Linked DNA regions of Pan troglodytes: region 2 is linked to region 1. A link is a contact called in public Hi-C data. All regions are on one chromosome and are shown on one strand. The core of a region is the stretch at or near the end of the contact, and the rest is flanking DNA. Distances in the headings are between cores, read along the strand shown. Region 1 overlaps LOC134807861 (a long non-coding RNA gene). Region 2 holds the start of BCL2L11 (BCL2 like 11).

Evidence for each region. A called contact is a pair of places that touch in the nucleus more often than the background predicts.
Region 2: a Hi-C map of stem cell-derived neural progenitor cells shows a contact between it and region 1, with 4 times the contacts expected there. The contact joins the promoter of BCL2L11 here to the enhancer-like site in region 1. A contact is called at or near these places in 2 of 7 Hi-C or Micro-C datasets (induced pluripotent stem cells and stem cell-derived neural progenitor cells), 1 of 1 datasets of contacts at active chromatin or transcription factors (stem cell-derived excitatory neurons) and 1 of 1 other capture datasets (stem cell-derived neural stem cells).

What each region holds. Positions count from the first base shown.
Region 1 is chr12:11,776,128-11,779,785 of NHGRI_mPanTro3-v2.0_pri, reverse strand. All of the region lies in intron 1 of LOC134807861 (a long non-coding RNA gene), which reads right to left. Among named protein-coding and RNA genes, the nearest start is that of BCL2L11, 330 kb to the left of the region's middle. Within about 2 kb of position 1,440, at least 2 of the 24 cell types and tissues checked have an H3K27ac peak or open chromatin away from gene starts, as enhancers often do. A contact at or near this core is called in stem cell-derived neural progenitor cells, where this site is marked.
Region 2 is chr12:12,102,884-12,106,942 of NHGRI_mPanTro3-v2.0_pri, reverse strand. BCL2L11 (BCL2 like 11) reads left to right here and starts at 2,079. Exons shown (of 4, transcript XM_009443098.5): 1 at 2,079-2,406.

The DNA.
Region 1 (3,658 bases), core at 191-2,690:
CATTTCACACTGGGATGGACACTTCCCTGTCTGGAAGTTTATTTCTAATATTACATTCCAGGACGTCCTCTCTTGGTTTCGCCCCATTACTCTGGTTACCCTTCTTTAGAGCATGTTAGATACTTCTTTTACCTCCTGGGTATCAGTAACCTTCACATGTGTGAGAGTTATGGTCTTTTTCCTGCTCAAGCTCCACTCAAGCAACTCAACATTCTTAATTCTTGAGAGCTTTTTTTTTTTCCACGAAACTGTTCTTGGTGACTTCTCCTTCACTTCGGGTTCTCCTCTTTCCCTTCCTTCCATCTAGGTGTCCCCAGCTGAACGTGTGTGTTCAATTTTAGAAGGGACCTGGGATCAGGAAAATGCTTATCAGCTTAGAGGAAATATACGTTAGCCTAAAATGCCCCACTGGTTGAATTACAAAAGTAGCCACAGCAATAGCCTGGAATAAGCCTGACGTTGAATGTCGTATTTCAGGCTTCACGTTGGGATCGCATGCAATCTACAGTTATAAACCCATCAGAAATATGGCCATCCATGCCACGCTTTTCTGAATGGTATTTATTTTACGTGGGCAGTGGATGGGATTTGATAACCGTTTTCTCCAGCAAGATGATTTTAGAAAGTGAAAGGCGAACTGGCTTTTTTAGTTGTGGCACTGCCTCATTTGGAAAGAAAAAGTATGTCATGCTTTTGTTTCACTGAGATGCCATCACACGTTCAGGCATTTGTGGTTCCATGCTCAGGCGATATCTTCATTTTGCTGCCACTTCCACACACGATTATTAATGCTGAAAATGGGCACAAATGTGTTAAAATAAAATTTCACAGCGGTGTAGTGTTTGCTGTCAGGAAGTAGGTAAATGGTCTACAACTGGGACAGAAGTTTGTGTGGAATTAAATATAATTAGTGTTAATTCCACCGGGGTGGAAGTTTTAAAATACATCAAATATGCTCAAGAACTTTTTGTATGATAAGGGATACGTATTAGAGTCAAAAATAAAGACAGCCCACAGAAAAGGTGTGGGAAATGATACTCCAAGGCCATAGAATGGCTGCTGACATTTGTTTTGTGAGCCACCTACAAAAATCATGTAGATAATTCTCACATACATACTTCCCTTAGAAAAATGGTGCACTTACAAATAGTAGATGCAAATGAAATCTGAACTAAGGTTGCAAAAGCACAAGTAGAACCTCCCAAGCTCAAAGCTCTCATAAAGCCACGGTATCTACATGCTGTGAAAAGCCTCGTGCTGTCCTTTTGAGCAGCCAGTGTTGCTGCAAACTGCCGGGGACCCACTTAGTTTCAAACATGATTTTTCCCCTGAAATAAAGGCCTCCCATCTAATGGCACGCTGAGGTCACGGGGCACGGTGGAACCAGTCTGTGATCTGGGAGCCTGCCCCCAGAGACACACCAGTGGAACTCGTGAACCGTCTAGATTAAAGGATTAAAACGTCCTTACTGCAGGTCTTTATCATGAAGTCCATCTAATCAGTGGCACGTTTACTCAGAATAAAGAATGGCCCCTCTAAGGGAGGGGGGAAGGCAGCAAAGGGTCAGCAAGGAGCCCTGTGTGGGGGTCCTGCCGTCTGGGTTCCAGTCATTAAGAAAGCACATATTCTTTGAGCCTCCACTCCTGAATCTGTAAAACGAGAGCTCTGGACTCCAGGGTGGCTCTTGAGATTGTGTTTCTCCCTATAATTTCTATAATTCTTTGCAAATCACAACTAGCTTCTCACTTTATTACGCATAATGATTTAAAAGCCCTGTTTCCATGAATGTGTATTCTTTTATTGTGCTAAAATAGGCATAGCATAAAATTTACTATTTTAACCATTTTTTAAGTGTACTCTTCAGTGGTATTAAGTACACTCACTGTGGTGTAGCTATCACCACCATCCATCTCCAGAGCTTTTTCATCTTCCCAAACAGAAACTCTGTTCCCATTAAACAATAACTCTTCATTCCCCCTTGCCTCCAGCCACTAGTAACCACTACTCTAATTTCTTTCTCTATGAATCTAACCCCTCCAGTTATCTCATGTAAGTGGAATCCATACAATTTTTTTTATGTTTACAAACATCCTCAGCATGACAAGGATTGAACAAGATTACAGTTTTATTTTGTTTGTAATATGCTGTCCCTTTTCTGTCCTGTCCTGATACATGTAAATGGCACTAAAACAGAGTGGCCCTCTCCAGGGCCGTTGGCATGAGCAATGCTTTCACAGATTTAAAAAATGGAAGCTGAGCCCCAAAATCTAATTGCATAGAAAGCATTTGAGCAGGGATTGCATCCAGTGAGAAGCATCAGGGACATACTATTTTGGTACACTCAAAGACACACTTTTAAAATCAATATTTTAAAAGTCATATCAGAAGTAAGATAAACCAGGCTGCTATCTCAACCCTCCGTGTGTACTCTGTACATGATGTCTCTCTCACCACTGAGAAAAGCTATGCGTAACAACAGGAAACTGATCACAGATCCCAACATCAGCCCCGGTGACTGTAAGTAGAAAATACAATGAGTAATTCCCCTGAAAATGAGATGACTGAAGTTGATTATGTATTTGTTGTTTAAAAATAAAAAAGAGTCAACAAGAATGGGAGTGGGGTGGGGAGTTTTCCATGTTAACAGAAATGGCAAGTTTTATTTTTAAAATTTATCTGTAAATACAAAACAAGTGATAAAGACACCATGTGTCATTTGTTTTTGTACAGCAAGGAACTGCATGCAGCTTGCTAATTTCCTCAATTTGTATGCTACAAGCTGAACTGCAGCATCACAAAAATTAATTTCATAGCCAAGCAAATATGAAATATGAATTTCATAGGTAGGCTTTTATAAAATATTAAGTTATGGGCAAGCCAATATAAAATATTGATGTCATACAGTATGAGCAAATATGGAGATAAAAATTGCTGACCCAGATTATGAATTGTTGATTAAAGAGCATTGTTTACCAGTTTGTAAGTATATCAGCAAAATGTATGTGTGGGCATATGACAGTTCTAATTTGAAATATAATTCTAAATCATATTTACCTTTGATCTGAAAATACCTGATAGTGTGAAAAAACTAAGGCTTGACAGCCACAACAGTACAAAAGTCAAATGCTGCATTTTAATTCAGAAGTGGGCAAATGTCAACTTGTTTTAATTTCTGAAACCTCTCCTTTTGGGGTTATTGTTACACATTTGATATTGAAAAGAAATTGAGGTTAATCAACCAATATTATTTCTCTTTTTTAGAAGCCTCAGAAAGTTTGCATATGTACATATATATGCTATAAGAATATACAAGTGTATATAAAAACATAAAATATTACAATAAAGAAGAAAATTCATTACAGACTTCCTAGGGAAAAGGGAAAAAATCATGTAGAAAAGCAAATCTTGATTTGGCATAATTAATTGTAGGGTTTCTTAACTGTGTGGAGGGAAAGGTTGGAGGAGTAAATATAAATATCTGTATTTATAGAAGAGAATGGATCTTTCAAGCCAACAACCCAACACTGAAGTTCTAAAATTACACCACCCAAGTCCTCTACTGTTTCCTTCTTTTGGACAAAAGCAAATATTGACCAGGTGCCAGCCTCGAGCCATTTGAGGCAAAGGCAGCCGTTGCGATGGGCAAAGCCACAGCCTG
Region 2 (4,059 bases), core at 830-3,329, 330 kb before region 1:
TCTCACACTGCGTTCTCTGCGCTCCGGCCCAGTTCCGGGAGGACCTCCCGACGGCGCGGGAGAAGGCTGTAAGGGCTCTTGGCCCCCGACGCGGCCTGGGTCTCGGGGGACGCATGAACCCGCCACCTCTGGCCGGCTTCCTTTTAGTGCCCCAAATAGCAGCGCTTAGCCCGTTGCTTCCCCCGACTCTTGTTTTTCAAAGTGTTCACAGGGTCGCGAGAGCGAGCGACGCGGGGGCGGCGAGGCTGCAAGGCTGCACAGGAACAGACGACAAGAAATAGGGCTTTCTTCTGCGTGGTTCTTTTCCGGTCCCTGTCTGAGTCGCCCGACCCCGCGGGGAGCGCGGAGCATTGCGGCGTGCGGCGGGCTTCGGGCTCTCAGCCCGCGCAGCAAGTTGTGTTGCTTTTCCCCGGGTGCGACGCGGGACGGCCGAAGAGCAAAGTTCGTCCGTGGTAGGAACTTCGAGGCCCGGTTAGGACAGATCTCCGGCCTCCGAATCTACTTAGCCGTGTCCACGCTCGTGCCTTTTCCCTCTTGCAGCGAAATAACTGGGCGGGGCCCGACGCGCGTCCTCCAGCGACTCCGGGAACCCAAGGCCTCCTTCACCTCGCTCAAAATTCACCCGAAAATGCGCTGAGACTTTGGCATGGGGCTGCGCTGTGTCCCACTGACGTTACAGAAGCGCTTATGAATTTAAAAACTGCTCCAGGTGGCCGGACGGCGGGACAACGCCTCCTCACTTGCTCCTCTACGGCAAGGCCCCTTCTTTCTCCCTGCCGGCTGCGGTGGTGGGTAGGGTGGTCCCTTTACAGAGTTTCCTTAATCCATCTAGCCTGACCTCACCTGCGGGATGTTCCATTTCCCGATCCACCTCCCACACCCCCGCTGCAGTTGTCTAGAAGCCGGGGCTGGGGGACTGAGGCGCGCGAGGAGCAGACAGGAGGGCCGGGGTTGGGGGCGCCAGCCACGCGTTGGGAGAGCAGACCCGGGTGCAGACTCAGAGGACTGGAGAGGCGGCATGGAGTTTGGTCTCCTGGGAGGTAGAGTGAGGTGCTGCGGCCTCCAGGGAGGAAAGGGATGGGTGGGGAGGGGAGGAGGGACGGGGTATTCTGCGCTCCCGCACCGCGGCCCGAACTCAGCTGTTCTGCCTTCACTGGCCTCAGCCAGTCGAGGGAGCTCCTACGAGGTTATCTGCGAGCCCAGCAAATCTTGGGGGTCCTAGCCAAATGCAGTGCGCAACGTTCTCTCTCACTTGGAGGCCGCCATTCACCTCGGTTTTTTTTTTCCTAAAAGGATTTTTTTTTCTGAGTGCTTTTTTCATTTCCCTATTTTACCTGCTCTGCACATGCCTCCCGCCCTCACCCGGGAGGCGGCGAAGACGCCCACTGGGACCGTGCCTGGCCGTTTTCTGGGCGCGTCCTGCCCCCACGGCCTCTGTCTCTTAGGGAGACTGGGAGCGGAAGAAAAGCTGGAGAGCCCCTGCGGGGTGGCAGGAGGAGGGTGCCTGAGTCCCGCGAGAGGCCCGGGCGAGGAAGATGCGCAGCCTGCTGATCCGCGTCCCGCCCGGCGCCAGGGACCCTCAGAGGGAGGAGAGCTCAAAGACCTCGCCCCGCGCCTTCGCGAGGACCAACCCAGTCCCCGCGCCTGCCCCAGAGCGGCTTAGAAACTCAGGGCACAGTGAGGGCGCAGGGCGCCTCCTGAGGCTTTACACCGCCGGCCGGGCCAGCGGAGGCTGTGACCGGAGCGCCCCCTCTGTGCCGCGCACGCCGCGGCCGCCGCCGGGTTGGGGTAGGGGAGCGGGAGGCTAGGGTACACTTCGGGGTGGGGGATGGGCGCGCACATGGCCGCCAGCAGGCAGCGTTACTCCGGTAAACACGCCAGGGACGGCGGCGCGCGCGGGAGGCAACCCAGCGGGGCAACCCCCGCCTTTACCTGTCCGAGCCTGCACGCGCCGGCGGCCGCTGCGCCGAGGGGGCGGAGCTTGCCAGCCCGCGCGCCGGGGCGGGACCTAGCGGGGGCGGGACCTAGCGGGGGCGGGGTCCGCAGTGATTGGGCGTAGGAGCGGGGCCGCCAGCCAGAGCTGGGCTGCAGGGCCGCGCAGGTTTCACTTCGCTCCGCGCAGCCGCCTGGTCTGCAGTTTGTTGGAGCTCTGCGTCCAGCGCCGCTGCCGCTGCCGCTGCTGCCGCCGCCGCCGCCGCTGCCGCCGCCGCCGCCGCCGCCGCTGCCGCCGCCGCCGCCACTACCACCACTTGATTCTTGCAGCCACTCTGCGAACCCTGCCACACTGCGATCGCATCATCGCGGTATTCGGTTCGCTGCGTTCCCGCCGCCACCGCCTCGGCGCCCTTCCCTTGGCCCTTGTTCCCCCAAATGTCTGACTCTGGCTCTCGGACTGAGAAACGCAAGGTAAATACCTCCAAATCCCGGGGCGCGGGCCTGGCACCGAAGGAAGACTAGCGCTGGAGCCCGAACGGCACCACCTACTGCCCGCTTCCCGTGCACGTGCGAGCGGAGACGCTTGCATTGGCGCCGCTTGTCGCCGGCGGGAGGTGGGGATCCGTGTGGATCGGGTTCCCTCTCGGGCAGGTTCTCTTTAAAGAAAAGTCGTTCACGCGGAACCTGCAGGCTCTTGGCCGAAGTGCGACTTGGGACGGGATGCTGCGCGCGGGCCTGGTGAAGGGTCGTAGGTCCGGGCAGGAGGAGAGGCAGCGCGTGCCTTTCGGCGCCGGCCCGGGAGCTGGGGACCTGCTCGTAGTATCGGGCTGTGCGCCCAGCTGGAAAGTCTCGCCGCCGGCTCCGGCGCCCTCAGAGTAGCGGCCGCGCAGTGTGAGGGTGTTTCGCGTCTTGGTTTTTTGGGGCGCGCGGGCCTGTTGCGGAGGATTTGCGGAACTGCGGTGGTGATTTAACTGACGAGACAGGGCTTTTCCTTTTACTCATTCAGGCCAAGGTTTCGGGGCCACTGCTGCGTTCGCTTTCTCAAGCGTACCTGGGGCCCCTGCTTGCTCTGCAGGAGTCCTGCGGACTGTGCCATCCGCACGATTCCCCGGCAGCGAGAAATCTAGGTCCTTCCCTGACCACCTGGACCGCGCAGGGGACTAGTCGCGGCCAGCAGAACCTGCTCGGTCCCTGGGCCGGGCTATCTTAGCGGCTCACGCATGCCCGAGCACACCCGACCCGGTTCGCGGTGCAGGCTGGCGGCGCCGTGCCCTCTGGGACCTGTTGCCCCAGGGTTGGCGCTGCTGGTGGAGGGCCCGACGGACGCCAGGGCGGAGGGTGTGAATTTACTCGATGGTCGCGGACGTACGCGTCCGTGGCCAGGGGTGGCTCTTCGGCTTTGACTCGTGTCTGCGGCGCACCAGGAGAGAGAGGAAGTTGTTGGAGGAGAATAATTGCCACAGCGGTGCCATAACGGCGGTGACGGCCGTTAGGGTCTGCCCCCGACGGGCCAAAACAAGGACAAGTGGCGAGGACTGGGCCTGGGGATGGCCCTGCGGGTCCGGGCGCGGCGCAAGTCCTGCTTTGTCTCCAGGTGACTGGCTGTCCAGGACGGCGGGAGCTGCTAAGGCTTGTGTCCGGAAGGAGCACAGGGATGGGCAGGGTAGCCGGGCCAGCCGGCCCTCAAATCCTCCGACGAAGCGGCAGCTGCCACGGCCACGGCCAGAGCAGCGCTCGGAGGCGAGTTTGTCAACAATCGCCTCGCCTTTGGCGGCCTGACCCGTAGGCGCCGCCCCCACCGCGGCTGCCGATTGGCTGCGGCGCGGAGCGACCGCGCGCGGACCAATTGGGAACGCGGGCACCCGGCGCCAGCGGCGCGGGGAGGTCGGCGGTGCCGGCGGCGGCGGGCGCAGAGCGCGAGGGGAGGAGCGGGAGGAGGCGGAGGATGTTCCCGGCGGCTGCGGCCGGGGCAGCGCGGGCCAGAGGCGCGGCGTGCGGAGCCCTCGGCTGCCCGGCGGAGCGCGGCGGCGGGCTGGCGGGAAGGCGCGGGCTTTGCGCTGCGCCGGGGACTCTGAACCCGAGTCCCAGGCTTTGTCTCCTCTGCTGCTTTCGTGGTGACGGTCA